Linked DNA regions of Mus musculus: regions 1, 2, 3, 5, 6 and 7 are each linked to region 4. The links are chromatin contacts, called in public ChIA-PET, Hi-C, HiCAR-type, HiChIP or PLAC-seq and promoter capture Hi-C maps. All regions are on one chromosome and are shown on one strand. The core of a region is the stretch at or near the end of the contact, and the rest is flanking DNA. Distances in the headings are between cores, read along the strand shown. Region 1 has its middle 21 kb from the start of Apln. Region 2 has its middle 46 kb from the start of Apln. Region 3 holds the start of Ocrl (OCRL, inositol polyphosphate-5-phosphatase). Region 4 holds the start of Bcorl1 (BCL6 co-repressor-like 1). Region 5 has its middle 18 kb from the start of Apln. Region 6 holds the start of Apln (apelin). Region 7 has its middle 36 kb from the start of Xpnpep2.

Region 1 (3,944 bases), core at 1,395-3,894, 290 kb after region 4:
AGAAACCATGAGGTTACTACTACTACTACTAATATTAATATTAAATTTTCTGTGCATTGGTGTGTTGTCTGCATGTATATCTGTGTGAGGGTATTGGATCCTCTGGAACTGGAGTTACTGACAGTTGTGAGCCGCCATGTGGGTGCTGGGAATTGAACCCAGGTCCTCTGGAAAAGTCGTCAGTGTTCTTTTTTTTTTTTTTTTTGCGGGGGAGGGGGTTTGAGACAGGGTTTCTCTGTATAGCCCTGGCTGTCCTGGAACGTACTTTGTAGACCAGGCTGGCCTCAACTCAGAAATCCGCCTGCCTCTGCCTCCCGAGTGCTGGGATTAAAGGTGTGCCCCACCATGCCCGGCTTGTCGTCAGTGTTCTTAACTGTAGTGCCATTTCTCCAGCCCCACCATGAGGTATTTTATCAAAAGTCTTTAGTGAATGAAAACGAAAAAAACAAAAGCAATGGAGGTAGGGGCAATTGTCTGGATGTTGAAAGAGCCAGACATTAAACATTAGCATTCTTCTTCAAGACCTACGTTAGTTTCCCCTTGACGTTCAGTAGTCTTTACCCAGGTAATCTTTACATTGTTTGGCTTTAAGTACTTCCCTCGATCTTTTTCATCTCCACGGTCCTGCCAACTATTCAATCACCTAAGCTATCCTAGACAGAGTCCTTATATTTATTTTCGTGTCCAATTTGTTATCAAGCCTTGTTGATTTCCCGTTTTAAGTAACTTTTGAATTTGCCCACTCCTGTCCACCATCCTGACTGGCACTGCCATCACCTCTCATCTGGTCTAATGCACTACCCTCGCCCATCTACTTGGCCCATGTCTAATCTGTTCAACCACCTAAAATGATCCTTTAATTTATTTCAATAATAATAATAATAATAATAATAATAATAATAGCAGCAACAACAAGTGTGTATGCCACTGTACAGCTATAGAGGCTGGAGGATAAGTTTCAGGAGCCAGTTCTACCTTCCACCCTGGATTCTAGGGAGCTTGTGTGGCAAGATTTGGTCCCTGTTAAGCCATCTTTCCAGCCCCAAAGCGATCTTTTAAAGCTGCAAATTTGGTCCCACCACCTGTCTGCTTGACCAAGTCTGTCTCATTCACCATAAAAAGCATTGTGCTCAGTGCAATAGAATAGCTCAATAAATATTTGATAAGCAAAGGGGTGGATGTGAGACCGAGTGTTTGAAACCAGGTGGGTTAACTGTGTTCCTTGGTCACAAACTGAATTCTTCATCTTGCTCATAAACTTAATCCTACAGTTAGGCACATCATGAGAGAAGAATGGCAGACTACAGCCTAAGGGGACGGGCTTTCTCGTAGCTGCCCATTTATACAGGAGCTCTCAATCCTGGCTGCCTATTACAATAATTGATTTACACAGTGATCCCTGCCTGGTGTGGTGACACATGCCTGTAATCCGAGTACTACTTTGTAGGCTTTGTCCAGGCTATGGAGCAAGATCTGTCTCACATACAAAAAGCCTACCTTCCATACTGACAGTTAAGTCAGTATAGTGTCTGGGGTGGGAGCCAATTTAATTAGGTTTTGAAGAATCGGGTGGTTTTAATGTGCAGCTTCAGTTTGGACCAGTGTTATTCTTGTTCCTCATAGTGTGGGGGCAGTAGCATTACTAGGAGGTTATTGAATATTTGTGTTGCTTTTAATTGGGTATATGTGAGAGAGGGAACCTTGTACATGATTGTAGGCAGGTAAGGTGGTGGATGCTCTGGATGGAACTCCGGTTGCCTTCAAGAGCAGTGCATGCTTTTAACCACTGAGAGGTTATAAGAGATCTGCAACCCTGTAGGTGCAACATTATGAACTAACCAGTACCCCGGAGCTCTTGACTCTAGCTGCATATGTATCAAAAGATGGCCTAGTCGGCCATCACTGCAAAGAGAGGCCCATTGGTCAGGCAAACTTTATATGCCCCAGTACAGGGGAATGCCAGGGCCAAAAAATGGGAATGGGTGGGTAGGGGAGTGGGGGGGGGAGAGGGTGGGGGGCTTTTGGGATAGCATTGGAAATGTAATTGAAGAAAATACGTAATAATAATAAAAAAGAAATGCAGTCTGGGGCCTCAGCTCTTTTAAGTCAGAATCTGTATTTTAACGAGGACATAGTTAGTGTTTGGAAATGCTGTCAGGGAGCCAAGCAAGAGGGTACCGAGTTAGTGGTGCTCTTCCTAGCTTCCAGGGAGGGGTATAGCTGCTTGAAATGGGAACAAATCTCCACTCCTTCTCAGGTCCGGAGCTTAAGGGCTTGCTGAAGCTTTTGGCAGGCTGCTGGATTTGCATGCCAGTGTGAAAGAGGTCTTCGCGTGGACAAAATCCTCGGTCTGAGTAGCGAGAACAACGCAAAAGTAGGCACCCTGTCCTGAAACCAAGAAAACTGGGACTGGCAGACTGTGCTAGTTCGGAGTCCTCTCTAATGAGTGGAAACAATAGAATAAAGACCGCACTCACGGTGCTGTCACGTCCCTGTACCCAGCTAACCACAGGCCTGGCTTGGTCGTAATTGCCAGCCAGCACTGCAAAGCAATGCTCGTTCCGGGGACCAGCTCACAAAGCCACCGCTCTCTGTGATTCTCTCCATCAGCTCCACCCCAAGGCTTATCGCTCTTCCCAAAAGGAAAGTAAAAGCGATCAGGATGTTCCGGTTCTGCTTCTGGACTGGTTTCTGAATGTCATTCCGTTTCTCTGCTCTTTGAATTTTTTTTTTTTTTTTTGATTCTTAGAGCCATTTAGTTCCAGGGTTTTCAAAGCAGCAAGCATGGGAACTCAAGACCTGGCAGGGTCCTCGGTCCTGTCACCACCACAGTGCCTACACCTCCTCCAGTCCTCAGCCAGAGCAGCAGTGCCTGGGCACGACTCCTGAAGCTGGGACAGGAGTGGCCATTGACTCTCAAAGGCATGCGTGCGTGCTGGCAGTTCACTGCCCTGGTCAGGGCGGGCGACGAGCGTCTCTGCAGACCAAACTAATCCTCTTCCTGGGCCTGTCTGGCACAGCCCTGCGCCACCGCCGGTCTGTCTAAGTACCACGCCAGGAAATGTCTTTGTACTGGAAAGACCCTGCTGTCTGCTCCAGAGTGTGGCAAACGTGTGAAACCAATTTGCACAAGCCTTGGGCGACAGAAAGCCTTGTGTTCTTTTTAAAGAATCTGGCCTCGGAATGACAATTCTGGATTTTTGTTGTTGTTGTTTGTTTTTAAACAAAGTCACCTGTCAGCCGAACAACCCCCCCTGGGGGCCATGAAAGTAGAGGAAACATTTAAACACCACTGGGGCCATTTGGTGGCAGTGCCCAGAACCTAGCTTCTCCAGAGCCAGCTGTTTGCTGTGTAACTGAGAGCCGAGTCCTCTAAGGACACTCAGGCCATTGGGTAAACACTTTCCTCTGTCTCTCAGGCAGCTGGTTTTGAATGGTGGCAGTTGCCTTTGGCTGGGAGGCAAGAGCACCCAGCTGTTGCCTAGCCATTGAGCCAATCTGCCTCCTTTGGTCCTTTTGCTGAAGGGCACATAGATTCTGCAGAAAGCAAAAGCCAATCTCTCAAAGGATGGAGAACACACACACGTGAAAGCAGGGGTCTGCTTCCTCCTCAGCAGTAGTGCAGGCATGATCTCCATCGATGTTGGCTCCTTCAGGTCTTCACTTCCATCTACTTTTCTCATCTCTGGCTTTTGCTGTCGCCACACCATCTCTCTCGTTTTTTCCCCTTCCTGTTTGTTCTACCTGTTCTGCTCTTGTAGTCTTTCCTCTTTTCTTATTCCGTAAAAAACGCACCGCCCTTATGTTAAGTGGTAGCTTGGCTGTGTAACGCAATATTGTAGACCGGTTGACTTAAACTTCATAAATCACCATTCTCACGATTCTGGAGGTTAGGAAGTTCAAGCCAAGATGCCAGCATGGCCAGGTGAGAGTCTAGGGAAGAT
Region 2 (4,020 bases), core at 760-3,259, 350 kb after region 4:
AAAGAAGCACATTTGGAGGAGTATAGGGCATTTGGTCTGTTGGGGGCATAATGTGGATTCAGGGTAACAGAATGAGATGAAGACGAGGGCCAGGAGGCATTAAGGCAGAGATAGGTCTTGTGTGTCCCGTGAGAAGCTTGGACTTGATTCCTGGGTGAGCAGGGATTTCATGGTGTTGAGTAGTAGTGACAATGGCCATGTCTGAATGTCTGTAAGTTCCTTTTGGCTGCTTTGTAAGGGATGCTGGGCTGTGAAGCTGGTCTGGTTGCTAGGTTTAGAAACAAAACAAATGGGAAAAAAAGAGAAACAAACAAAATGAAACACAGATGGTCCAGTTACATTTGAACTTTACAGAGAGAATGCTTTAAGTGTGTGACCCAAATGTAGTACAAGGTAGAAACTGATTCTATGTACCTGAGATTCAAATTCAACTAGGTGGCTTGTACTCTGTCTGTCATCCCAGTCTTAGATTTATCACAGAGAGATGATGGTTAGTGGCTTGGGCTATGATGGAGAGAGAGAGTTGAATAGAAGTGGGAAAGAACTTGGAATGACAAGGATGTGGGATCATGAAAGAGAAGGAGGTGTCAAACATGACAGTGTCCACTTTTGTCCCTTGGCAGCCTGCTGGTAAAGAGCCTAAGGTGAGATCCTTTGACTCAGCCATGCCTGGGGAAGGTGCTCCAGGCTGAATTGCTCAAACCCTTCCAAATCACTAGCCTTCTTCCACGGCTCACCTTACAAACAAAGCTACTTGTGACCAAACCCCTTCCACTCAGAGAACTGACATGGGACTGTCACAGTGTGGTTCCTCAGGATGGACATGCAGTCCCTCCAGGTGTCTAGGCTGGCCACCACAACAGATGACTGCCCAGTTCTCCAATACATTCCTGTCCCTTCTAGAGTCACAAGAAGTCAAAAAGAACCATGGATCTCCTCCACAGAGGAGATTGGGAGAATGTACCAAGAAGCAATTCTTGAGACTCAAAGAATGGGAAGTGAGAGAAAACCAGGTGGCATCAGGGGACCTTGTGGGCTGGCACTTTTGACTGGTCTCATTACCAGGGTTGTTAGGAATAAGCCAGGTTTAGCAATTTGTCTTCAATAGGCCAACTGAACAAATAAGGAATAGTGAAAATTTGCAAGAGAAAAGGGTTTTACATATGTATTCAATGCACAAGTCCTTAAAAAAAAAAAAAAAAGTCTGAGCCAGGCAGTGGTGGTGCACGCCTTTAATCCCAGCACCGGGGAGGCAGAGGCAGGCAGATTTCTGAGTTCAAGGCCAGCCTGGTCTACAGAGTGAGTTCCAGGACAGCCAGGGCTACACAGAGAACCCGTGTCATGAAACCTCCCCCAACCCCTGCAAAATAATAAAACCAGAAAAGGACAGAAAGGCCTGGTGCCTATGCCTCCCCATGTTCATCTTCTGGGTACTGTCAAGTAGATTTAAATAGAGGACTAGAGATATGGATAACTAAGCAATGCCATGGTCTCCCCCATCACTGACCCTTCATTGTCCGCATGAGCTCTACCCTGTCTCTCCTGTAAGGTGGTCTGACAGGTTGTCCAAACTGTGTGGAATCTTGGGAGCTAAGTTCCTCCTTTGGTTGCCACCATGACCTCTGCCTTTCCTTTTAGGAGCATGTATCTCCTATGGGAAACGACTTTATGGGTGCATTGTTTCAATCAACTTATAGCCAAGTTGGGAGGGTCCCAAGCTTCTCTTTAGCGTATCTTCATTCTTATCAGGATGGCTACATCCCAAAGGGGCTGCGAAAAACTTCAAAAGGAGCCCAACTCAGGAACTTCAGCATCTTCCCTTGCTTTCAGATTTCAGGGGGCAGCCAGGCTTTGAGGCAGAGGCTGAGCTAATCAGTGCACTCCTGTCTCTCCCCTGTCCCTCCCCCTGTTTCAGGTGTCACCCAACTGAGGGGACCAGCACACCCCTCTGCTTTCCATCATGGCTCAGGTTTGGGTTGGTCTTCTATTTTCCAGAGCCAAGATCTGGATTAAACACAAAGTTCATTATGTGGTGTAACTTTAAACCGTGAGTAATAACAGCCGGGACAAACTAAAGGACGTCAAGCATGTAAGGAATTGCTTTTTAAAAAATTACTTCTAATTCTTTTCAGATTGTAAGATTTGAGTGTCTACAAGGATCATCCTGCTGGCTTCGCTCTCACGTTCCCGTCTCTCTCCTTTGTCCACAGGGTCTCTAGTTGTCTAACTTGAAAAATGAAGCAGGGATCACTTCATCTTTTCTGGGATTACCTCAGTTCCTGGAGCAGCTCCACGGCCTGCAAGTTTTCCAGAATGTGATCCTCCAGGGGATTGATGAATCAGGGGTGGGCGGCACCATAGTCATGACCCATGAGTTATGCAACACCCTAGCTATAGTCTAGGAACTAATGAACGATGTTTGCCCAGCGCCCTCCCCTCCCCCCCCAGCTAAGGAGCCTGTGCTCTTCCCGTGTTAGTAAGACCCACTTCTTGTATGAGCCTCTGGCATGCTCTGCTCCCTCTGAGACCATCAGCTTCAGCCCTGCTTCCTGGCCAGCTCCAAAATGTACATGTTGTATATACACATTGTTGGCTCCTCTTCTTTCCAGCCGAGGAGTCTGCTTGCTGTATACTAGCTCCATCAAACCCTAACCCCCCAGTTCCCACAAGGCATTTGCTTATCTTCTGTACCTCTAAACTGATCATCCATCCAGGGACCTCATCAGGCAGAGGAAACTCTTCAGTCTGCAGCGGTGGGAATTTTATCTTGTTCTCAGGGTATGGGATGGATCCAACTCTGGATGGATTCTTCCAGATGGCGATCCAGTTGTCCCAGCCCTGTTGATTGAGTGCAGACAGGAGAACCAGTTCAGTACAATGAGAGGCTCACAGGGACTGAGGAGGAGTGTGGGAACGGCAGGTGCACCAGTTCACAGTCGCTCCATGCTCACTCCAGCTGTGAGTGATGAGGGGCGAAATGGCTGCTCAGAACCATATTTGTTAACTGCCGTTTCGTTGGTCTTCTGAGCATTCATGTATGAATTCTTTTGAGTTAAATGATGGATAGCATAGACTTGCTACCAAAGATTGTGCTAAAGGGCCCTGCCGCCACTTGGTAGGGCTCAGAGCAGAACAGTCTAGATTACAATGTTTCTCTGAAGGGCCAGGTAGTAAATGGTTTTGTTTGTGAGTCACTGCCGCAACCATGCAATTCTCTCATTGTAGTAAAACACAGTTATAGATAACCTGGAAAAAATAGCATTGCTGTGCTCCAATCAAACTTTGCTTACAAAATTAGATGGTATGTTGGATTTGGACCATGGTTTGCCAACCCCTGAGAGCCTCTAGAACAGAATTCTACAGAATTTGTTCACAGGAAAATCATACATTAGTCATATTGTATAGTATAATACTAAACATTATCACCAAGAGTCCTTGTGGCTAGGCAGGTGGGCGAGGCTTCTGGGTAAGGTCCCTCAGAAAGTATACCCTGTGTCTACTTTCTCCAAACAGGTTATTTTGGCATTCTGGGTTTCCCAGGGTGTCCTTGAATTTAGTATAAATCTCATCAGCTAGGGCACTACACAGAGGTGTTCACTCCAGTCCCCCTCACCACTTACAGCAGACTATTTCTGTTGGTAGGACTGTAGTGGCATTCATTGAGGACACAGAAAACTCAGGAAAGGTTTGGCTGCTTTGGTTTTTTTTTTTTAAATGATGGGTTCAGTCCAAGATAAATGTGGGGCATCTGGGCGGAGCTCTCTAGTCTGTAGTGACATATAAGTATTCACTTAATGTCAACTCAACCCGTTTTATGCTTTCATAGAAAGAGAAAATACTGGTGGGAAGTATTCTGAATGCCACTCACGCTCGGGCCAAGCAATTGTGTTCAGGGAATCAATGTGAGATGTCGCTCTGCCATCCCTTTAGCAGCTGTCAGTTCTAACTTATGTCTTGTGGTATGATTATCTCCCTGGAGTGAGCATGATTCCTATATTTAAAGAGATCAGTGGGTGCCAG
Region 3 (3,906 bases), core at 88-2,587, 430 kb after region 4:
GGGGGCAAGGTTAGCAGCTGTGGTGACTGCTTATGAAAATAATCATCTGCTCAATCAGTCATCTGTATTTACTGAGCTGCCATCATCCCAGGAAGAGTTGGAGGTGACATGCACTGAGAAAAATGTCAAATGCCATTCTGTTTCTACACATTTCATTAACTTTGCTTTCCAAATAGTCCGGTCCAGTGCGACAGTGGCTGCCCTGCGCCAACACATTAGTGAATTAATGCATTTGCCTTCAAGCAAACGGAAAAAAAAAAGAGGATCTGGGGACAGGAAGAACCAGTTGAATGGGAAAAAAGACATGTCTGTAACATTAGCAACATAGCATTTCCATTGCACTTTTACTTGTAAGCCACTTTTGCCTGGGTGGTCCCCCAGTTTTATCTCCAATAGCCATAAGACAGTTTATGGTTTTATTCAACTCAAGAGGAAACCAAGGCTCAGAAAGCTTGATTAACTTGGGTTACACAACGCATGTCAGTTACAGACAGGGTGAAGGAACTAAGAACCCAGGCTTCCTGCTTTCCTGTCCATTGAGTCCATCCACTGAGCCACAGGGCCCAGGAGTTATCTAGTAGCTTAGAAGTTGGGGGTGGGAGGCCCTGGCTCAGGCAGCTCACTCTACACACCTAGCTGTGAACCTGTTGCCCTCTTGGCCAAGGTGGGTGGCTCCCTGCGGTTTCAGGCTCAAGGAGGTTTATAGAAGAAGGCGCTCTCCTCGGTGGGAGTCAGATTACTTACTCATACTGCCCATTCCTCCGGGCTAGGGTCAGGACGCAGGGTTCCCGGAGGGGACCCTTCATCTCCAAACCCGCCACCATATGCAGGCACTGGTCAAGGATCTCTAATTTTTCTTTTTCTTTCTTTTCTTTTCTTTTTCTTTTTTTTTTTTTTTTTTTTTTTTTTTTGCAAACGCAGCCAAATTGGGGTGACGCGGGGCCAGACTCATATCGTCAGCTCTCCTCAGCTATCCCAGCGTCCACTCCTGAGCAGGTCCCCTTTCCCTACTCTGCTCGCCCTAGGACATGCTGCACCCCAACCCGCACCCCACGCCCTTACGGCCTCCCTTCCCCTTCCCCCCTTCTCTCAGACGGATACTGCCAGGGGCTGAGCTCCAATCGGGAGCCGCGGCTCCATCAGGGCGGCCTCCAGGCTCTGCGGGGCTGCGGACTGCCAGCGGATTCCACGACACCACCTCCTGCGGCCTGCCGCCGGCCTGCCTCGCCTAGGCGGAGAGGAAGGGCTCCAGCGCTGGGAGCCTGGAAGCCCGGGAGCCCGGGAACCCGGGAGCCCGGGAGCCAGCCGGGGAGCTTTAGAGCCGGGAGGAGAGAGACTGACCAGAGAGAGAGAGCGGCGCCTCCCGCCCCCGCCCGCCTGCCAGGCCGCCGCAGATTTCGCCCCCTGCGGCCAACCTGGGGAACTGCAGCTAGGCACCCGAAGGACTTGGGGACTCCATAGCAGGTCCCTCTTCAAATTGCTATCTGCAACATCCTAGAAGGGATCTGAGGACTTTGAAGATGCTCAGAGAAAAGAAACTGCTACACCAGTTGAACTGGGCCTATAGGACCCACAAGCATACTATTCTCCCACCCCCAAATCCTTAAGGTTTTGAAGGTTATGAAGCCTTCTATTGATCATCGTTTAAGGTGTTTTCTCTTTCCATTTCTTTCTTCTATCCCCTAAATTGGAAAATGACTCATAGCTCAGCCTTCTGTTCTTCTATTTCCCATTTTTCATCCTCTCCAGGTGACTTCCAAGTGTATAAAGTTCAAGCACACAGGGTGAGTCTAGGCCTCTTAGTGTAGCCCATTGTGAAAATACTTCTCATTGACAAAACTAACTCACCTTTTCACTCTGCCACCAGCCCGGAAATTTAAAGCTACAAGCTATCTTCCTCTTATCTTCTCTCCTCCTCCCCACCCCCCACCCCCCCCCCCCCGCCATCACTCTACTATGATATCCCATCTGGGTTACTGAATTTCCCTCCAAAGAAATCCTGTTAGTTGCACTTCTCCTTTAAGCTAGCTTCTTTCTTTCTTTCTTCCTTCCTTTCTTTCTTTCTTTCTTTCTTTCTTTCTTTCTTTCTTTCTTTCTTTTTCTCTTTCTTAAGATCTATTTATTTATTATATGTAAATACACTGTAGCTGTTTTCAGACTGCTCCGGCCCCACTCGCCCAGCCCTCTTGCTGCTTTGTTCAGACACCCAAGAAGAGGGCATCAGATCTCATTACAGATGGTTGTGAGCCACCATGTGGTTCTGGGATTTGAACTCAGGAGCTTCAGAAGAGCAGTCAGTGCTCTTAAGGGCTGACACATCTCTCCAGCCCCTCCTTTAACTTTTCTTCTCTGTTGAAAGCCACCAAAAGTGCTACTATTTCAGTTGTTTGAATACAGACCAGTGGAATGGAGAATATAGCGCTCAAATACACCCACAGGCTTATAGAAGATTAATACTCAGTATATATGTCATTTCCTATCAGTGAGGGAAGAATCTATTCTTCACTAAATAACACTTGGGATATTGATTTTTCCACATGTAAAATTGTAAAATTTGATTTTCATCTCACACCATGAAAAGGGAAATTAATTTCAGGATATCTTATAGTTGGTAGACAACCTGAGCTTACCAGACAAGCTGTGTGTGCTATGGAGAGGTAAGATTAACCAAGCACTTTAGAGCCCAAAAGATCACAAATGAGTCCCAGATATTTGACAGTAAGCTTTTTATACTTTTGGATTTGTTTTGTTTTGCTTTCACCTGATTGTAATCATGTTCTGGTTCTTCTCTCTGGAATAAGAAGGCATGGAACTTGTTTTGGATTTTTTTTCCATTTTTTATTAGGTATTTAGCTCATTTACATTTCCAATGCTATACCAAAAGTCCCCCATATCCACCCACCCCCACTCCCCTGCCCACCCACTCCCCCTTTTTGGCCCTGGTGTTCCCCTGTACTGGGGCATATAAAGTTTGCAAGTCCAATGGGCCTCTCTTTCCAGTGATGGCCGACTAGGCCATCTTTTGATATATATGCAGCTAGAGTCAAGAGCTCCGGGGTACTGGTTAGTTCATAATGTTGTTCCACCTATAGGGTTGCAGATCCCTTTAGCTCCTTGGCTACTTTCTCTAGCTCCTCCATTGGAGCCCTATGATCCATCCATTAGCTGACTGTGAGCATCCACTTCTGTGTTTGCTGGGCCCCGGCATCGTCTCACAAGAGACAGCTACATCTGGGTCCTTTCAATAAAATCTTGCTAGTGTATGCAATGGTGTCAGCGTTTGGATGCTGCTTATGGGGTGGATCCCTGGATATGGCAGTCTCTACATGGTCCATCCTTTCCTCTCAGCTCCAAACTTTGTCTCTGTAACTCCTTCCATGGGTGTTTTGTTCCCAAATCTAAGGAGGGGCATAGTGTCCACACTTCAGTCTTCATTCTTCTTGAGTTTCATGTGTTTAGCAAATTATATCTTATATCTTGGGTATCCTAGGTTTGGGGCTAATATCCACTTATCAGTGAGTACATATTGTGTGAGTTTCTTTGTGAATGTGTTACCTCACTCAGGATGATGCCCTCCAGGTCCATCCATTTGGCTAGGATGTTTTGGATTTTTTTAATTTGTTAATTTTTTAAAGATTAATTTATTTATTATATGTAAGTACACTGTAGCTGTCTTCAGACACTCCAGAAGAGGGCGTCAGATCTCGTTACGGGTGGTTGTGAGCCACCATGTGGTTGCTGGGATTTGAACTCCGGACCTTCGGAAGAGCAGTCGGGTGCTCTTACCCGCTGAGCCATCTCACCAGCCCTATTTTGGATTTTTATAAGAACCTGTAGTTAGATTTTGGATTTTGAAAGAGAACTTAAACTTTAAAATTGTGGATTTTTAAAAACACTGAAACTTTT
Region 4 (4,344 bases), core at 518-3,017:
CACGTATTCAGTCCCCTTTTCCCAGGAGCCTAAGGGAGGCTCCCCTTGCAAGCAGGGTGTGACTCTTCCATTCTTCCCGCACCCCCCCCAGTCGCCACCCTCCATCTCCTTCCCCGGAACCCTCCCCGAAGTAGGGGCTCGCCTTTCTCTCCCCGCCAGGAAAGAGTCCTGGGGGCGACTACCCACCTCTACTCTTATACTGGGCCCCAACCCACCAGCATCCCCTTAGTCGTGTCCCCCTTACCGAAGTATTAGTGGGGGCGGCCGTAGTTGGACTAGTGTCTACTTTCCCTCTGACACTAGCTGTCCTTCACCACGCTGACCCTGTGGAAACACAGAGAAGCAAAGCACATTAATGCTCCCGTATCCCACCCTCCACGTTCGAGCCCCCACAGAAATGGTTCATAGTAAAGAGGTTGGTACTGGAAGTGAGCTGAGAGTAACTCCAGTCCTCAAACCCCATTCTGGTCATGAAAATCCAGGGATCCGTCCCTTTCCTTAAAAGCCATCAAAAAAGCTTGGATCCGGGGCTTAAATTATCTAAACCCCAGGTCCACACCATGCCAAGCAACATTACCTGGCAGGAATAAGACACAAACTAGGCTGCCCCCAAGGGAGGGAAAGTGCAGCCCTCGACGCCTTCCACCCCTCCAAAGCATACCACTAGGAGATTTAGATGGCCAAGGATAAGAGGGAGACGGAAGGGGTGCTGGAAGATTGGAAGGATTGTGGTGGGGAAGGGTCCACCGACCCCGAAGAGCAGAATCCAGATGCTAAGAGGTGGAGTGGTGGGGTGCGGCATATTGCAGACGGCGTCTTCCCTCGGTTTTCCGGGAATCGCCTGGGAAGCCCGTCCAACACCGGGAGTTGCTTACCAGTCAGTCCCCTAACCCCATTTGTGCGCGGGAGGCGACCGGAGCCCAGCTGGGAAGCCCGGGCACAAACTCCGCGGAAGCTGGCCTTCGCCGCCACCGCCGCCGCCGCCGCCGCCGCCGCCGCCGCCGCTGCCGCCGCGCTGCCTCGGGCCTCCCTCCCTCCGCTTTCGGCCCCGCAGATCTACCTTCGCCCCCGGCCGAGGCCAGACCCCGCTTGCAACTCCACGCCCCTACTCCACCCCCTGCTCTCCCTCCCCTCGCCCTCTCCTCCCGGTCGGGCCCAGCCCCTAGCGCCGCCCCGCCCTAGCGCTCGGTCCAGAGCCCAGCAAGTGCCCCGAACTCGCCCCCCACCCCCACGCCCAGGCCAGCCGGGCCGGGCCTGCTCTCCCCCCTCCCGCTGCGCCCCGCCCCCCGAATCCACGTCCTACTTCGCCACCCAACTCGGCCCGGTCCCGGTTCGTCCCGCGCCCACGCCGCCAGAGTCCGCGGTTCGGTCCGGTGCACGGTCACCCACCCCGCCCTTGCCCGGGTGCCGGCCTGCCTGCCCTCGGCAGCCCGCCGGAACGCGCGGTCCCTATCTGAGTCCGGCTCGGGGTGCCGGCCTCGGTCCTGGCGGCGGTGCAGCGTCTCCACGAGGGCTCGGATCACGCAAGATCCGAACCCGCGCAGGGTGGGGGCTGCGAAAAGCAAGTTTCTTTATCCTCCCCCCCCCCGCCCCCGCCGCAGGGCCACGCCGTTCCCGCCCCCGTCACAGCGCCCCCTTCACCTGGGCAGAGCCCCCCGGCTGCTGTCGCAACTTTGCTCTTCTCCACACCGCCCGGGAAGCGGGCGAAGCGGGAGTAGGAGGGAGGTGGCGGGAGGGGGGGTGCTGGGATCAGGCCGCTGGGCTCCCGGAGGACACGTGGGGGAGGAGGGGAAGGAGGAGGAAGAAGGGGGCGGGCCTGCACTTCTCGGGGCTCCCCCCTACCAGCCCCAGGGAAGCCGGAACCTCGCTGGGCAGCCGCAGACCCCGCACTGGCCACGGGGAAGAACGGAGCCACCTTTCCCCAGCCAGTCCTCCGCTCCAGGAAGGGGGGGGGGGTGCCGCAACGCCGTTCGGGGTCGGAGAGCGATCGTTTTCGCTCCTGGTTGATGTGTAACACGCTCTCCCCGTTTTGTTGTTGGTTTTTTTTCTTTTCTTTTCTTTCTTTCTTTCTTTTCTTTTTTTTCTTTTTTTGACTCGGTCTATGTAGGAGGGCGGGGGTCTCGCCCGAGGGGAACGCCCCCGCCAGACACCCCGCCCTTCCTCCGGGCCCCCCACTTCCCCACCCTTGGCGACCTCCGCGCGTGGTTCTGGCGCTCCAGCACTGAGGCCGCGCTCAGGCGCAGTCCTAGCCCGGGCGCCGAAGTGGGACAGGTGCTAGGGCAAGAAAAAATGCCCGGTCCTCGCCGCCTCGCCTCGCCTCCCGAGTCCGCTCGGCCCACTCTTCGTGGCAACCTCCCAGGCTGCAAAAACCTTGGGTCACCCTCAGTGGATATCACTTGCTAGGGTGTGGAGGCATCTGGTTTGGCGGGGAGACCCGAGGGAGGAAGGGACGAAAGGTCTATAAAGAGGAAAGCTTGCAAGACTTTGCAGAGGGAAATCTGCCTAGAAGGACCTAGGGCTTGGTTTCTGCCTGCTTTCCCTCTGGGCTCTTGAGACACCAATCTGAGTCCCCTGACCCTTCCCCTTTACCCTAACGACCGCCTGCCAGGCCAAGGGAGTATAAATCCTTCCTGTGTTTATATCGCCGGCCATCCCTGAGACTTGAAGGGCTTATAGGCTTGTGGACCACATTCGAACTCTGCTGACTTACATTAACTCCAAGGAGAGAGGCTTTGAGGAGGGAAAGCTGCTGCTTGACATGACTTTCAGTCTTAGGTTGTTTCTTAGCAGCTCCAACCCTGATCTGATGGTGAGGACTTCCAAGGTATTGTCTCTACCCAGAGGGTATCAGGAAACATAGTCAACAGTTCCTAAAGGATTCGAAACAGGATGTGAAATAACAGGAACTTGGGAAAATAATCTCTATGTCCAGACATATTGATATTATTTAGTATATATTTATCTATGCTAAGGAAGCCAGAGAGGTCATTTGAACTAGAAGGAAACCCTGCTGAATTAATGACTTTCTCTTCTCCCTACCCCCACCCCCCATTCCCACCCCTCTAGGCCCAGAAGTTCCATCTCTGAGCTAGGGGGTGTTTTGTTTTTGTTTTCTTCTTTGTGAAGTCTTCATGGATGGCAGTTGAGACTTGCCTGCTGTTCCCCTCACCTGGTCTGAGAGATGTATATGAGAGCAGCTAAGGCTCTGGTGGTCTTGCTATTGTCTGAGATCTGCTGTTAGTACCCCAATTGCCTGTCCTCACCACCCTCACCACTAATTCGAGCAATGTATATATAGTAGGGCCACCCAATTTTCCCCCTTTGGGAATCTCTTCACTAGTTATTTTACTTGGCCACACCTGCCCTCCAGTGCACACACCCACACACCCACACCCACATTTAAAAACTGTTTTGCACCAAGCAAAAATGAGGATTCAGAAATATGTTTGAGTTCATCAACATATGAACTCAATATGCATCACTTAACAGGGAAATCACCTCCATGTGCCTTGCTCTTGCCTATCCTGCTTTAAGTTGTCTGTCTTCGCTGATTTTAATTATTCTGGTAATTACTAAATCGCCACTAATCTTAAGGCCTTACTTAGGACCTTAGGGTTACTCTGCTCCCCATTTTGAGGCTGAAATGGATGTTAAACACATCAATTTTCACTAGTCTGTCTCTTACCATTTGACTGCAAAATAAAGGTTGGGGAGAAGACGGTTGCTTGGTTGCTTCCTGGGTGAAGCTGGAGCTTTTTTGAGCCCTTTCCTGTTGGGGACCAGACTTCCTGTCCTACAGGAGATGATGGGAAATCAAGGATCAGTGTGGGGATAGCTGTGAGAAACCTTTAAAGTATGGAGATAACAATGATTATTTTATTTGAGGCTCGCACCACAACATAACCATAATAAAAATGCCTTGCCTTTGTATAGCATCAGAGTGTTTACAATGCCCTTATGTGATTCAATTTGTTTCTCACTATAGTTCTTGGTTCTGTTATTGAGGAAACTGAGTCTCTTAAGCCTCTATGGGTGGCGTGCTCAAGGTCACAGAGTGAGTTTCTGAGCCAGGAATCCCAATAGTCCCGATGCCACATTTGTAATTCTTTTCAGTATAACACAACACTTTTGTTAAATGCCAAAACAGCCGTTTTCGGGAAATTTGTCTTTCTCAATTCTCCCATGCCTAACATCTACTGACCCAGACAGGACACTCAGAGAGGGTCAGGATACTCAGAGATGTAGGTACAATATAAAGAAGAATGTTTAGGAAGAGTCTAAAAACCAGAGCCCAGCCCTACCTTGTTGATAACTAGCAGTGGTGGCTCTAGCAAACCCTAATAT
Region 5 (3,783 bases), core at 1,254-3,753, 330 kb after region 4:
ACAGAAAGGAAGCTGCCATGCCAGCTCTGGAACTTGATAACTGGGTCCCTGCTCATCCTTCACTTCCCTTACTACCCTGTGGAGATGATCCTTGTACCCTTGGGTCTTTAGGCTCAGTGAAGAGATTGAAACTAAAAGCAACCTGAAAAGAAAACCGCTACTACAAGCATGCTCCTGGGGAGTTCAAAGCTCTTGGGGTCAGTACAGGGCCCTGCCCTTGGTGGGACGCCTTCTCTCTCTCTCCAGATGGTACAGGAGGATGCAGAGCTAACAGGCACTTGGTGGGAACTTCAGCCAAACCATCATGTCACAAGGCAAGCCAGTGTTTATTGAGTACTGACGTGCTAGGTGCTATTCTGTGTGCTTTCCTTCTACCATACTGATTGAATCCCCAAGACAACGACACTAGGCAGAAACTCTCACCTCCATTTTTGTGGACGTGAAAAGCAAAGCTCAATGTGCTTAAGCAAATTGCCTATAGTCACACAGTTAGTAAGCTGTGCCAAGATTTAAAGACTGCAGTCTACCTCCAGGACTATGACTGAACCATCTATACAATCCTTGCTGAGCAGTTGCTTTGTCTCTGCTTGCTTACCTCCAGTAATGAGGAGTTCATTACCTCGAAAGGCAGCCTGCTTTGCCAGTGGACTCTTCTGGCAAGTCTACCCAGGTTTTAGTTACTCAGACGTCACAATGATCTAAGTTTCCTAAAGATACAAGTAAGGGAGAGGTTATAGCAGATATTCCTCTTGTTCATCCTCACACAGCAAATCTGAGGATTTCTTTGAGCTCAGAGAAATCTTGATGTCATTTTGGGGGAGGGGCTGACGTTTAGTGATACCTCTCCTCTTATCACAGAATTCCCCCAAGGGACCTAGGCTTCTTTGTTACCCCATGGTCCTGATACAGTGACTGAGAACCAGATAGGGTTGAAGCGGGAAGTAAAAATGGTTCTATCCACCTTGACCTTCTTTTCAGTTGAGGACAGTGGATGATCAGGCCTTGTCTCTAGTTCTAACCCTGAGCATCCACAGCACCGAGTGTATTAATAGATGCTCACTAATGCCAAATGAATGAACGAGCTCCAAGAGTGTGAAGTGCAAGCCCACAGCCTCCTTTCTGGCTGGCCTCAATTTCCTGCAAGAGTTAGTTTTGCATCCTGCATTGAGAGCCTTAAAAGCAGCATTTCCATGGTAACAAAGCATAGACTTGCCACTTTGAAGGGCCAAATTTTTTTCTGTCACACAGAATCTGAGCTTACTCCAGAAAAAAAAAAAAAAGCCCTAAATGCCTCCAGTGTCTGAGTAGCAGGCAACTGTTAGTTGGGAGACCTGAGGAATAGGCACTGCCAAGGGCAGATCCCCCAGAGCATATCTCCTCAGGGAAGTTCTTGGGCCCATCAACAGCGCTGGAGTTTCCATGGTAACAACACTAGGCTAATGGGTTGCCAGGGTGACAGCGCGCTACTGCTAAGATTGCACGGGACTGGACCACACAGGGCCACTGAGTTGAAAAGATGCTAATAACACCTTTCTGAGTCTCTATGACAACAACACTCAAACACCCTGTCAGCTTTGTCCTGAATGCAGATTAGACCCCTACCCTTCACCCTCAGCAAAGAATGCCCTGAAAGGTGGGCCCCCTAGCCCAGTGTGCTTTGGATTGTGCCCCTGCTCTTCCTTTCCAGAGGGAAGGGAAGGGAAGGCCCAGAATTGTTTCCTTCCCTAAGGAAACGAGACTCATTTTGCTTACCTTACTGATTCTCAGACTGCCAGGTTAAAAGAGCCTGGGTCTACAAGAAGGTCTGGGACAGGAACAGGGCTTGGCCCGATAGACGTGGGAGCAAATAGAGCTTTGGCTACCTTCTGGGCCCAGTGCCTCTCACTGCGGCTGTTTTCAGGCTACTTGGGTTCATGTAGTCCAGGAGCAAAGCCAGGAATGCTGGGCCAGACTTTTCAAACTCTTTGCAAAGCCATAGCCCAGATAAATTGTATCAAAGCTCTCGGCATCACCAATTGAGTCTCACTCTTCTTCCTACCAGTGTCCTCCCACCCCAGGCACCCACAATTCTGTGGAACACAATTTGAAAAGTCTCAACTTTGGATCATTTCTAACTTGGATTCTTTGATCCCAGAGACTACTCGGGCTTCTAGGTTTTCTACCTGTTTGTGGAGTTGGTTAAAAAAAAAAAAAAAGGTGTGTGGGGGGAGGGGAGAGAAGCTTCTATTGTGTGGCCAGGCAAAAGCATTTAGGGCAGACTTTCCAGAATTGGCTTCCACACTTGTTACGTGCTAGCCAGTAGTTTAGGACATGCTTTCTGTGTTAGCCATCATGTCTTCTTCAGAACAAGCCATCAAGGCAGGCATGACTGACTCCATTTAATGAAGGACAAAGGAAGCTCAAGGCAGGGAAAAGGGAATCCCGGCGCACCAACCTGGGTGAACATCTCTTCACAAGGGGTGCTACTTATGAGTTCCAGCAGAGAATTCTGTGAGCAATGATGACCTATGACCTCTCTCTGGTGACAATGAGCTGAAACAGGTGGATCCATCCAAGTCATTAGAGACCCCTTACAGCCCCCCCCCCCAAGGCGCCTGTCATTATCCACATGCAACACATTGCCTTGTCAGGGGAAGTATTATCTCTCCACAATGTTGCACAGCTGCAAGCTGTAAAAGGCATATGATCTTGTTAGAACGTGGATAGCTATGGTGATTCCCAGTTACCATGGAAACTTAGGAAGGTGTATGGCCATCAGCTGCACCAAAGGTCTGTCCTTATTTGGTGTGGTGGGACACACCTAAAATCCGAGGACATGGAAAGCTGAGGCAGGGGGTCTACAGAGCAAGACCTTGTCTTAGCTCGAACTCAACTAAATTAGCAATGACCAAAAAAGAAAAAAAGTTTGGTAGGGTTAGGAGGATAGATCAGCAAGCAAATCATTTGCTGTGCAGGCCTTGTGACCTGCGTGCAGTTTCTGGAGCCATGTAAAAGTGGGAGGAGAGAGAGAATGCTGCCAAGTTGTCCTCTGACTCCCACATGTGCTGTGGCAACTGTGCGCTTGCATGCACGCCACAGCCACAATAATAACAAATAAAATTGCTGTAAAAGGTCTGTAATTATCCCTTCAGCAGCACAATCCCTTTCACACGTTTTGAATGTATGGACTTATGGCTCCAAGTGTGTGAACTGCTTGCCAAGGGCTCCCCCCAGCACTTCACCTGGACTCCATCCGCGCGGATCTTTCTCAGGATGCACCCCTCCCTCCACCTCAACGGTCTTTCTTTTTTTTTTCCATTAAAATTGTTTTCATTTATTTATTTTTATGTATATGAGTGTTTTATCTGCAGTTGTGTCTGTAGACCACATATGTGCCTGATGCCAAAAGAAACCAGAAGAGGGCATTTGATTCCCTGGAGCTGGAGTTACAGACAGCTGTGAGCCACTATGTGAGTGCTGAGAACTGAACCCTGTCCGCTGGAAGAGCAGCCAGTGCTCTTGATCACTGAGCCAGCTCTCCAGCCCCTTTCTGAACATTCTTCCAGCCTTGAACCCTATAGTTATTTCTGGCAAGATATTAAACACTGTATAATTCATCAACCGCAAAAAATTGTTTCTCGTAATTTTGGAAGCTGGGACTCCAAGGAGAAGGTACTGGTGGGTTAGGTGCCCAGTGAGGCCTGCTGTCTGCTTCAGGATAGCACCTTGTTGTTGTCTTCCAGAGTGGAAGGGCATTGTGTTCTCAGTTGGCAGAAGAATAGAATTGGATGCCTAACCCCGTTC
Region 6 (4,264 bases), core at 1,354-3,853, 310 kb after region 4:
AGAAATAGAAGAAAAGAACATTGGACTGTTTCTTCAACCTCTTTTATAAGAGCTCCAACTCACTCATGAGGATAGAGTCTTCATAAATTAGTTACCTTCCAAAAAGCTCCTTTGAAAACTATCACCTGGGGGTTTAGTTCCAACAAGAGTTTAGAGGGATATATACCTGTACTGTGCAGAAGAAGCCTGGAAGCCTCAAAGGGGCATCTGGAGCCACACTGCATAGGTAAGGAATTGAGGAGCAGAATTTAAAATTGTTAACCAAAATCTCAGGTTAGGAAAATAAAAAGACACACTGCGCATACAAATCCACAGTACACAGAGGTAAGTAAGTTAACTGAGCAGCTAAAGAGCCGATGGTAATGATGTAAGAGACCATGGAACTGTATAGTACATTGCTGATGTGGGGGGACTAATGACACACTGCTCTCACGGAGGACAGCCATCTCATCTCTGTTCCCAACAATACATACACCAGGCTGTGTCCCCTGCCTCACATGGATGCTAACTCTTGTCAATGGGCCATGTTCTATGCTGCTTAGTACCGTAGCCACCAGCAATGCATATATGGCTCAAGCAAGTGAAATATGGCCAGTATGACCAAGGGACTGAAATTTTAACTTTGTTTAGAATGTGGTTATTATCTATCATATTAGAAAGCAGTATTCTAGCCACTCAGCGAAAGTCATGCACATCCCAGTAAACATGCAATAAAATATGAAAGTTTCTATTAAGTTTTGAGAGGCACTTATTTACATGTGCACAGGCTTGCTCCGTCAGGAACGGGAGCTATGTGTTTCCTAATAGTGACTCTGTGAGGGCTTCTCACTTTGTACAGTGCCTTCAGACACATGATCTCATTTGTCCCTATAGCACCATGGAGTGGGAAGAGCAGAGATTATCCTTGCCTAAGATCCAGTAAGTGTAGGTAAGGGCAGTGATGGCCTACAGCAGCTACATCTAGAAGACAATGTTTCTCGTTCTCACTGAACTGTTCTTTCCTGTAGGAGAGGGGAAAAAAGAGTGACATTCTACCCATGCTGGCTGTTCATATTCAGGGTCCCTCAGGTGAAGAGAGATTCTTCCTGGTTCCTCTTCTATTCAATATGGCCAGTTGGACCGCAGACGACCATCAAGAACCCCACCTTATTCCCATCTGACTCCCTTGACTTATTTGAATAGTTACTCTTATATTCAGAATCATATATTCTGAAGCCCGTTAGCTCTGAGGCTGTGTTCTGGGCCTGGAGCTGCATATATATATATATAAAAGGTCACTTTCTTGTGGACAGTTTTGGCAGAGAGACTGATAAATGTATGTATTGGAACGTTGTAACATTTCAAAGATATTTCATACTAATATAGCATACCATTTCACATCTTCTGCGGTACAGAGAAACCCTGTCCAATGTACCTTTTGTGTACATTTGGATGTACACATGGAGCAAACTGCCTGGCTTGCTGCAAGGTGGGAACACCTTTTGATTTAGTCTTTTAATATGTGTTGAGTGCCACCTATGTGCAGAGAATGATATTGGGGACTTTGGAGAGACCTGGAAGATTGGGACCGTTAGGGTCCTGTCTTAAAGAGTTCCCAATCTGGTGCATTTCTTTGGGGGAATCCCAGGCTGTAAAAGGAGCTAAGCATCTAGAGTAGAAAGGCAAATGACTCCAGGCCCTCTTATAATAGGGAATCCCAGTTGAGTGTAAAAGAAATCCAGCTGAGTTTGGAAGGAGCTGGGAGGATCCTCCCTACAACGAGACAAAACTAAGTTGGGGTCAGCTCCAAGCAGCAAGAAGGGGAACATGGTAGAACCTGCAGAATGCCTCCCCACAGTAAAGAGGAACCAGGGGGTAGCATCTCAGGTTGGGCAGGGACAGAACGGTGGCCTTTAGATTGGGTGGGATATTGAGGTTTTGCTGTATGCATAAAGAGCTTGGTCACCGAGCCCACCAGTCCAGGTAGAAGGTACTCGCTAGGGGACAGCAGGAGATATGAATGGTGGTTACCTAAGTTTTATGCACAACCTAGGCAATCACCCCCAATTCTAATTCAGTTGAAGATGCAGAGGAAAAAGGCGGAGTAGGGGAGGTCTTGAGCAAACCCATACTTGCGAATGCAGTGTCAAGGAAAGAAAAAAAAACATAGTTAGATTCGGAAATGGAGGGAGGGTGTTGTGGGCAGCCCAAATAGGGTCCTTCTGCAAACGCCCAGGTATCCTGACAGCTGTTAAGGAAACCCAGGTGAGAAAGGGTTAAGAGTGCCCCTCACTGTTTCAAATGGTTTACGTGTTTGAAATCCTTCAGGTCTCTACAAACCCTCTGGACCCCGGCCAGGCAGGCATTGTCCGGGGAGCAGTTGTGGGTTGTCCGAGCAGCCGCTCGGCCTTTGTTGTGGGGCCACCTCTGGGTTCTCTCTCGCGCCCTGGATAGGGCTGCAGCATGCTTCCCGGGAGGGGGGCGGTGCGGGAGGCTCACTCCCTCTCCCTCTTCCTGCCTCTCTTCCCCCCCCCCCCAACCCCCCCGCCTCCTAATGACCACATGACCAAGTGGGCTCGCGGCCAAACCACAAGCTACAAAATGCAGACCCCGAAGTGAGCAGGGAAGCATTCTCTCTAACAGCCTGGACCAACGGGTAGTTGGGAGTCGCGGGCAGAGCAGCGTCAGCCACTTAGAGAGTTTTTGCCGCCGACCCGAAGCCACCAAGGCCAGCTTCGCGGCGCTGCCCCGCGGCGGCAGAGAAGGCTGCACCAAGAGCAGAGGCAGCGAGCAGGAGTGGGGCAGGCAGCCAGCGGTGCGGCTGGGGCGCTCACCCTCCCGCGGTCCGGGAGCCACGCGAGCTCCGTGCCCGCACGCGCCAGCCCCGGCTCGCGCCTTTCTTTGCGTCCGGGTGCCCTGCCTCTCCGCCCACTCGCCGGCTCCTCTGGGCTGCCGCGGACCGAGTTGCAGCATGAATCTGAGGCTCTGCGTGCAGGCGCTGCTGCTGCTCTGGCTCTCCTTGACTGCAGTTTGTGGAGGTGAGTGCGTGCCCTCCTGCTCGCTTGGGGCTCTCCCGAGGTGCAGCCTGCGCGGTCCTCTCTTTCCGCCCCACGCGCGCTCTTCCCGCCTCCAGGGAAACATGGTGCGAGCCTTGCAGGAGCAGCCACGCGCCAGCCACACCGGGAGGCCTATTGACAGGGCATCTGGGGCCACGGGGCGACATGCCATGTAGGCTTTGCTTCCTAGGACAGCGCGCGCGGGAGGGGGGGGTGTTTCATGATTACCTTGCATATCACCACTTAGCCCCCAGCCCCATGCCCCTCGTAGTTTAAAGTACTTAGGACCACAAACTTACACCTTATGTCCTGCACCCTGCACCCCAAGTGGGGGTGGGGGGAGAGGATGGCGGTATGTCCAGCTCACCTCGTGAATCAGTGGAGGTGGCTGACCTGAGCTGAGTGGGGTCAGGACTCCATGTTGAAGGTCTCTGGGTCTTAGAGTTTAGGGGCCGCTGGCCAGTCCAGGGGCTCAAGCTACTGGAGATGATGTGCCAACATGTAGACGTGACACTTGTTGCATAGTCAGGAGCACGCTGCGGGAGCGGGGGCGGGGGCGACCGCAGTGGCTAGTGGATCCCAGCTGTTGCTCCTTTAGCCTATGTGTAAGCAGAGGCAGCGTCCTTAAGGCAGATCTGGACTGGACAGAGCCAGGCTTATCTTCTGTACTCCAAGGTCCTGGATGATTTTGTTCTCTGCTCCATTGTGGGACACCTGGCCCCACAGCGTTCATCTCTCCGGAGACTTGCTTCTTCTTTATTCTGGCTTCCCCTTCCACTCTTGTCTCAGGTATAACTTCGGTCCCCAGTCTCCCGGTACCAAAACCCAGGAAACACAGGAACTTGATCTGATAACCTCGGTGCAGCTCTGGGAAACGGAATCCCTTCACCTCTACCTGTATTAACCCCCTACCTGGAAATTCTCCACACCAATAGATAATCCCTTGTCTACTTCAGTCCCCGGGTCCTCAGTGTCCCAACAGCCCCTGCCCGGTCTGCCTGTCCTCTGTGGGTCAGAGCCTCCTGGGGCTGCCAGCTCCCACCTTCAGCTGCCCCAGTCCTGTGATCTGGCTGTCACAGTAGCCTGCCTGGCACAGCAGAAAGGGAAGGCCAAGACCAGGTGGACAGTTACTAGTGCCAGGGCTGGAGTCACAGGGAGGTGAGAGTGGAGAGAGGGAGTGAACAGGACAGCGAGTTTCCTAGAGGAAGGGCCCAGGAACTTTCTTAGTT
Region 7 (4,149 bases), core at 914-3,413, 270 kb after region 4:
TGAGAGAGAACTGAACATGTAAGGCGCCACAGAGGGTTGGAAAGAGGTTCATCTAGAAGCCACTTCTCGTGGTTCCCAGCCCAGTGCTCTTTCCACGTCATCTATTTTCTTACTTGTCCTCCCTCCCTTCTTTCTCTCCCTAAAGCAACTTCAATACCCAGGGTCGGAGATGGACACAAGCATTCGATCTCATTCTCTAGCTCACGGGTTGTTTTACTGTGCTCTGCTGGTCTCTCCAAGAGTACTGGCAGCTTCTTTGAGGCAGCCATTTGCAATTCTGCATTCTCTGCTCAGGGGTTAAAAGCACTGACTGCTCTTCCGAAGGTCCTGAGTTCAAATCCCAGCAACCACATGGTGGCTCACAACCATCTGTAATGAGATCTACAACCATCTGTAATGAAATCTGACACCCTCTTCTGGTGTGTCTGAAGATAGCTACAGTGTACTTACATATAATAATAAATAAATCTTAACAAAAGAAAATCCTCACCAAACTGCTCTATGCTAATTATTAAGGGCTAGCTGCCTTGAACTTGGAAGTGCCAGCTCTCTCTGTATATATTGACACCAAATGGCAAAGAATGGACACCACCCCTTCTCTCAGGGAGCTTTCTGATTGGAAATGGAACATGAACAGCTCTCTATTACAGCAGAAGAATAGATCTCTCTTATTTTGAGAATAACTTGTTTTTCCCGAAATGTGTGTAAGAGTCCTACATTTGATGTGCTTGGGAAAATCACTCCTTGAAGAAATCTTATGGTGACATTTTTAAACTAATGATATCAAATCACTGAATTACTCGATTTCATCCGTCAATTCATCTTTTGCTTTATAGAGCTGAGATTTATTCACAAACCAATTACCCAAGGGAAAAAAATCCATTCATATCAAATGTACCTGTCCAGCCTAGCAAATACCGACAGTGAGTAAAATCCATATGAACTTGAGGGAATACCTGGTTCCTGCTTGCAGTCAATTGTTTTGTAAAGGGAAGAAACAGTGTCTGATGGCCCTACTGTGTTTTAATAGGGCAAGAAGCTGTGTGTAAACAAGACTGATAAAGCAGAAAAGGGATTTATTGAAGTGTGGTCATAAGAAGAAACAAGGGGACTACCAGTCTTTCTCTGGTGTTCTGGCCAGAGGTCTAGGTCTGTAGAGGGGTAGGAATTGGGTCGGGGAGCCAGAAGTATGGGTGGTAAACAGTCTTGGACAAACTGGTCTCCCTTCATCCTTATCTCAGCTATGGTTCTGGGGAGTACCATTGAGAGGGAGCTCCGGGAGGTTTCCCAACTACCTGAGGGGGCAATTCTAGATGACTAACTACCCTTAGGGCTAAGCTTTCCCGGAGTTTGAGATAAGCCGGGGAGGAGAAGTAACTCGAATGCACATGGTTGAGGAGTGAAAGCGAATCAGTTTTGACAACTACGGTGACATCAGGGTCCCTTTAATTTGCCAACAGTAAAGGATCCTCTATTGCAGTTCTTGTGAATTGTGTTATCTCTTCTGCCACTTCCTGAGTGACCTTGGGTAAATGAGTTGGCTTTTCTGGCCCTCTGGTTTCCCTGGCTATAAAATGGAAAGAGTCTCCTGACCCTTATCTTAAAGGATTGTTATGTCAATAAAAAGCCACTTTCCGTGTCAAAGAGTGAAGACAGATTGAGGTTGATGAAGGTAGGCACTGGGAGGCATTGAAGTTGCTACTTCCTATGGTGACCTAGAAGCACACATTACATTACACTAAGAGTAATTCTCTTCCTCGGGCCCTCATTCCATCCTAGTCCAGGCTGCCAGCAACTGCAGGAGCCTACTTCCAGCATGTGACTGCCTTCCTCCTTTGCTTTCCCACCCCTAACCCCTGTAGCCCCTGAGGGTAACCTTTAATTGATCCTGGATAGGAACCAGTGAACAATACTCTAGTAGGATGAGTCTTAGGCATGTGCTCAATTTCTTGGTGGGCTCCCAAGTGGGATGCTGCATGCCCTGGCAGCAACCTAAGCATTTATACGCTCTCTCTTTTTAAAAGATAGGTTTGTACGTTGCTCAGGCAGGCTTGAACTTGCTATATAGCCCAGGATAACCTTGAATTCCTGATCCTCCTGCCTCCGCTTTCAGGGACTGCTGGGATTACATGCTTGAACCACCACATGCTGTGCAGGAGATTAAATCCAGCACCATCCAACGTCCATTAGATCCAGGGTAAGCAATCCAGCAACTGAACTACATCCTCAGTCCTGCCCAAACAATCTCTTCACTGATTGTTCTCCTTCTTCACATTCATTCATTCCTCGTGCTTTTAGATGATACACCAGGCAGGAAACTACCCAAACTCAAGTGTCTGTGCACAAGTCTGCTTTTCTGAGGGAAGGGGAAAGGAAGGAATCTCCAAATAAAAACACTTTATTTCTTCTACAGTTCTCACAAGATCCAGGTGTGGGGAAACAAGAGCCTGGGAAAAGCTTGTTACAAAAGAAATGTAATAACCCTGTTGGACATCTGCTTTCAAAGCTCTTTTCTTGCCGAACCTCCTTGTTATTCAAAGCAGGAGGAGCAGCAGGGCCATCACCTGGGAGCTGGTGAGAAATTCAGAGCCACCCCAGCAGGCTGGATCCGAATCTGCATGTGTAGGAGCTCAGCAGGTGCTCTGTGTTGGAACTCTGCAGGGGCTCTGTGCGCACACTGCTGTTGGGCTGCTTGCTCTGCCTTACCTTGCTATCTTCCTGGCCCCCACAGGATCCCTGAAGACCATATCACTGTTTGTAGTGTGTTGAATAGTGTTTCTTTGAATTCATGCCACCCAGAATTTAGGATGTGGCCTGTTGGCTGATGTCACAGTAAGAATGGGCTCTCATCCAATGACCGCCATTCTCATAAGAGGGACTTATGCGTTGCGGGTGGGGAGGTGAGAGTGAGGATGTCTCGGGATGTGGGTCAGCAGTAGAGTGCTTCTCTAGCATGTGCCCAAGGTCATGGGCTCCATCTGAGAGAAAGAGAGAGAGAGAGAGAGACACAGAGGGGAGACAGAGAGACAGAGCCATACACACACACACACACACACACACACACACACACACACAGAGAGAGAGAGAGAGAGAGAGAGAGAGAGAGAGAGAGCGAGAGAGAGAGCCAGAGTGAGCCAGAGTGAGCCAGATGGAGAGAAACAGAGAGAGACAGAGAGTCACTGTGACGGGGACTAGACTTTGGCTACCTGGAAGGAGTAAGAAAAGATATTCACTTGAGCTTTTTCAGGGAATATGGCCTGACTGATACCTTGGTTTTGGACTTTTAGCCTCCAGAACGGAGAGAATTTCTTTTTTCTCTTCTGCTTTGACTTCATCATTCTCTTTCTCTCGGTAGGTTCAAACCCAGGGCCTTCACCTTCTAAGCAACTGCTGTGTCACTGAGCTGTATTTTCTATCCTTAGGGTGGATATCTATCTATCTATATCTATATCTATATCTATCTATATCTATATCTATATATGTGTGTGTGTGTATACATATATACACATATATATGTATATATAGTTTGTTTGCTTATTTATTTATTTATTTATTCATAATCTTGTTCTGAAGCCTGCCCGGGTGGCCTTAAACTCTCCATCCTTCTCTTTCCACCCTCCCAATGGTGGAATTGCAGGCGTGCATCACCATGCCTAACTTACTTGTGTGTTTGAAGCCACTTAAACAGTGGCACTTTGTTGTGGCAGCCCTAGGAAACTAGTCAATGATTATTCCCAATTTCACACTCAAGTATGTGGCAGCCAGGATTTAGCATAGGCACAATTAGGATTGAATCATCACCCCACAATGGATGCGGAGCCTCAGGGGGTCTTCAGCAGCATTTTCTCAGTTCTAACCTGGTCCACATTGTTATCGAGGATTTGGAGGCAGGCGTTGGGGCATAGAGCATGTAGATGGCATGGGGTTAGAGGTAGATGCTGTTTAACCTCCTGGGTGAGGTATAGGGACCCTGGAAGATTTGGGCAGGCTAAAACAGTGGCCTAAGACAATGATGGAACCCCACAGGGGTGAGAATAAAGATCCACAAGGGTTGCAGAAAGCAACCACACAGAAATGTGATGAGAGTGTCCTTGGTGGATGTTTGGTGGAAGGACATTGCAGCAGATGCGTGGGTAGGTTTTCATAACC

The links. Promoter capture Hi-C pulls out the DNA fragments that hold promoters and counts their contacts. Hi-C and Micro-C count contacts between places; a contact is called where the count stands out from the background. ChIA-PET counts read pairs in DNA pulled down with a chosen protein or histone mark. HiCAR-type assays count read pairs that join an accessible place to other places. HiChIP or PLAC-seq counts read pairs in DNA pulled down with a chosen protein or histone mark.
Region 1: an RNA polymerase II ChIA-PET map of memory CD8 T cells shows a contact between it and region 4, with 6 read pairs. The contact joins the enhancer-like site here to the promoter of Bcorl1 in region 4. A contact is called at or near these places in 2 of 39 promoter capture datasets (cranial neural crest and pre-B cells), 3 of 115 datasets of contacts at active chromatin or transcription factors (embryonic stem cells, forebrain and memory CD8 T cells) and 1 of 9 other capture datasets (adipose tissue).
Region 2: a contact with region 4 is called in a Hi-C map of uterus, with 5 times the contacts expected there. The contact joins the enhancer-like site here to the promoter of Bcorl1 in region 4. A contact is called at or near these places in 17 of 39 promoter capture datasets (the 3T3-L1 cell line, 3T3-L1-derived adipocytes, the C10 cell line and 9 more), 6 of 484 Hi-C or Micro-C datasets (cortical neurons, embryonic fibroblasts, embryonic stem cells and 1 more), 18 of 115 datasets of contacts at active chromatin or transcription factors (the 230-238 cell line, the SCID.adh cell line, SST interneurons and 13 more) and 3 of 9 other capture datasets (adipose tissue, embryonic stem cells and liver).
Region 3: a promoter capture Hi-C map of embryonic stem cells shows a contact between it and region 4. The contact joins the promoter of Ocrl here to the promoter of Bcorl1 in region 4. A contact is called at or near these places in 2 of 39 promoter capture datasets (embryonic stem cells and maxillary cranial neural crest).
Region 5: a contact with region 4 is called in an H3K4me3 HiChIP or PLAC-seq map of embryonic forebrain, with 2.9 times the contacts expected there. The contact joins the enhancer-like site here to the promoter of Bcorl1 in region 4. A contact is called at or near these places in 15 of 39 promoter capture datasets (the 3T3-L1 cell line, 3T3-L1-derived adipocytes, the C10 cell line and 10 more), 3 of 484 Hi-C or Micro-C datasets (bone marrow-derived macrophages, cortical neurons and embryonic stem cells), 14 of 115 datasets of contacts at active chromatin or transcription factors (the 230-238 cell line, the NIH/3T3 cell line, the SCID.adh cell line and 7 more) and 4 of 9 other capture datasets (adipose tissue, embryonic stem cells, liver and 1 more).
Region 6: an H3K4me3 HiChIP or PLAC-seq map of embryonic stem cells shows a contact between it and region 4, with 15 read pairs. The contact joins the promoter of Apln here to the promoter of Bcorl1 in region 4. A contact is called at or near these places in 12 of 39 promoter capture datasets (the 3T3-L1 cell line, 3T3-L1-derived adipocytes, the C10 cell line and 7 more), 9 of 484 Hi-C or Micro-C datasets (cortical neurons and embryonic stem cells), 12 of 115 datasets of contacts at active chromatin or transcription factors (the SCID.adh cell line, T-cell acute lymphoblastic leukemia, bone marrow-derived macrophages and 5 more) and 1 of 9 other capture datasets (adipose tissue).
Region 7: a contact with region 4 is called in a HiCAR-type map of embryonic stem cells, with 3 times the contacts expected there. The contact joins the enhancer-like site here to the promoter of Bcorl1 in region 4. A contact is called at or near these places in 3 of 39 promoter capture datasets (embryonic stem cells and pre-B cells), 6 of 115 datasets of contacts at active chromatin or transcription factors (the 230-238 cell line, embryonic stem cells, large pre-B cells and 1 more) and 1 of 9 other capture datasets (liver).

What each region holds. Positions count from the first base shown.
Region 1 is chrX:48,053,386-48,057,329 of GRCm38.p6, reverse strand. No RefSeq gene overlaps it. Among named protein-coding and RNA genes, the nearest start is that of Apln, 21 kb to the right of the region's middle. Within about 2 kb of position 2,644, at least 163 of the 459 cell types and tissues checked have an H3K27ac peak or open chromatin away from gene starts, as enhancers often do. A contact at or near this core is called in adipose tissue, forebrain and memory CD8 T cells, where this site is marked.
Region 2 is chrX:47,986,575-47,990,594 of GRCm38.p6, reverse strand. No RefSeq gene overlaps it. Among named protein-coding and RNA genes, the nearest start is that of Apln, 46 kb to the left of the region's middle. Within about 2 kb of position 2,009, at least 19 of the 459 cell types and tissues checked have an H3K27ac peak or open chromatin away from gene starts, as enhancers often do. A contact at or near this core is called in embryonic fibroblasts and uterus, where this site is marked.
Region 3 is chrX:47,909,887-47,913,792 of GRCm38.p6, reverse strand. Ocrl (OCRL, inositol polyphosphate-5-phosphatase) reads right to left here and starts at 1,337. Exons shown (of 24, transcript NM_177215.3): 1 at 1,102-1,337; 2 at 745-824. The coding sequence starts at 1,140.
Region 4 is chrX:48,338,781-48,343,124 of GRCm38.p6, reverse strand. Bcorl1 (BCL6 co-repressor-like 1) reads right to left here and starts at 1,767. Exons shown (of 15, transcript NM_178782.4): 1 at 1,642-1,767; 2 at 245-324.
Region 5 is chrX:48,014,746-48,018,528 of GRCm38.p6, reverse strand. No RefSeq gene overlaps it. Among named protein-coding and RNA genes, the nearest start is that of Apln, 18 kb to the left of the region's middle. Within about 2 kb of position 2,503, at least 45 of the 459 cell types and tissues checked have an H3K27ac peak or open chromatin away from gene starts, as enhancers often do. A contact at or near this core is called in cortical neurons, embryonic forebrain, forebrain and 2 more, where this site is marked.
Region 6 is chrX:48,033,192-48,037,455 of GRCm38.p6, reverse strand. Apln (apelin) reads left to right here and starts at 2,603. Exons shown (of 3, transcript NM_013912.4): 1 at 2,603-3,017. The coding sequence starts at 2,951.
Region 7 is chrX:48,070,600-48,074,748 of GRCm38.p6, reverse strand. No RefSeq gene overlaps it. Among named protein-coding and RNA genes, the nearest start is that of Xpnpep2, 36 kb to the left of the region's middle. Within about 2 kb of position 2,163, at least 11 of the 459 cell types and tissues checked have an H3K27ac peak or open chromatin away from gene starts, as enhancers often do. A contact at or near this core is called in embryonic stem cells, where this site is marked.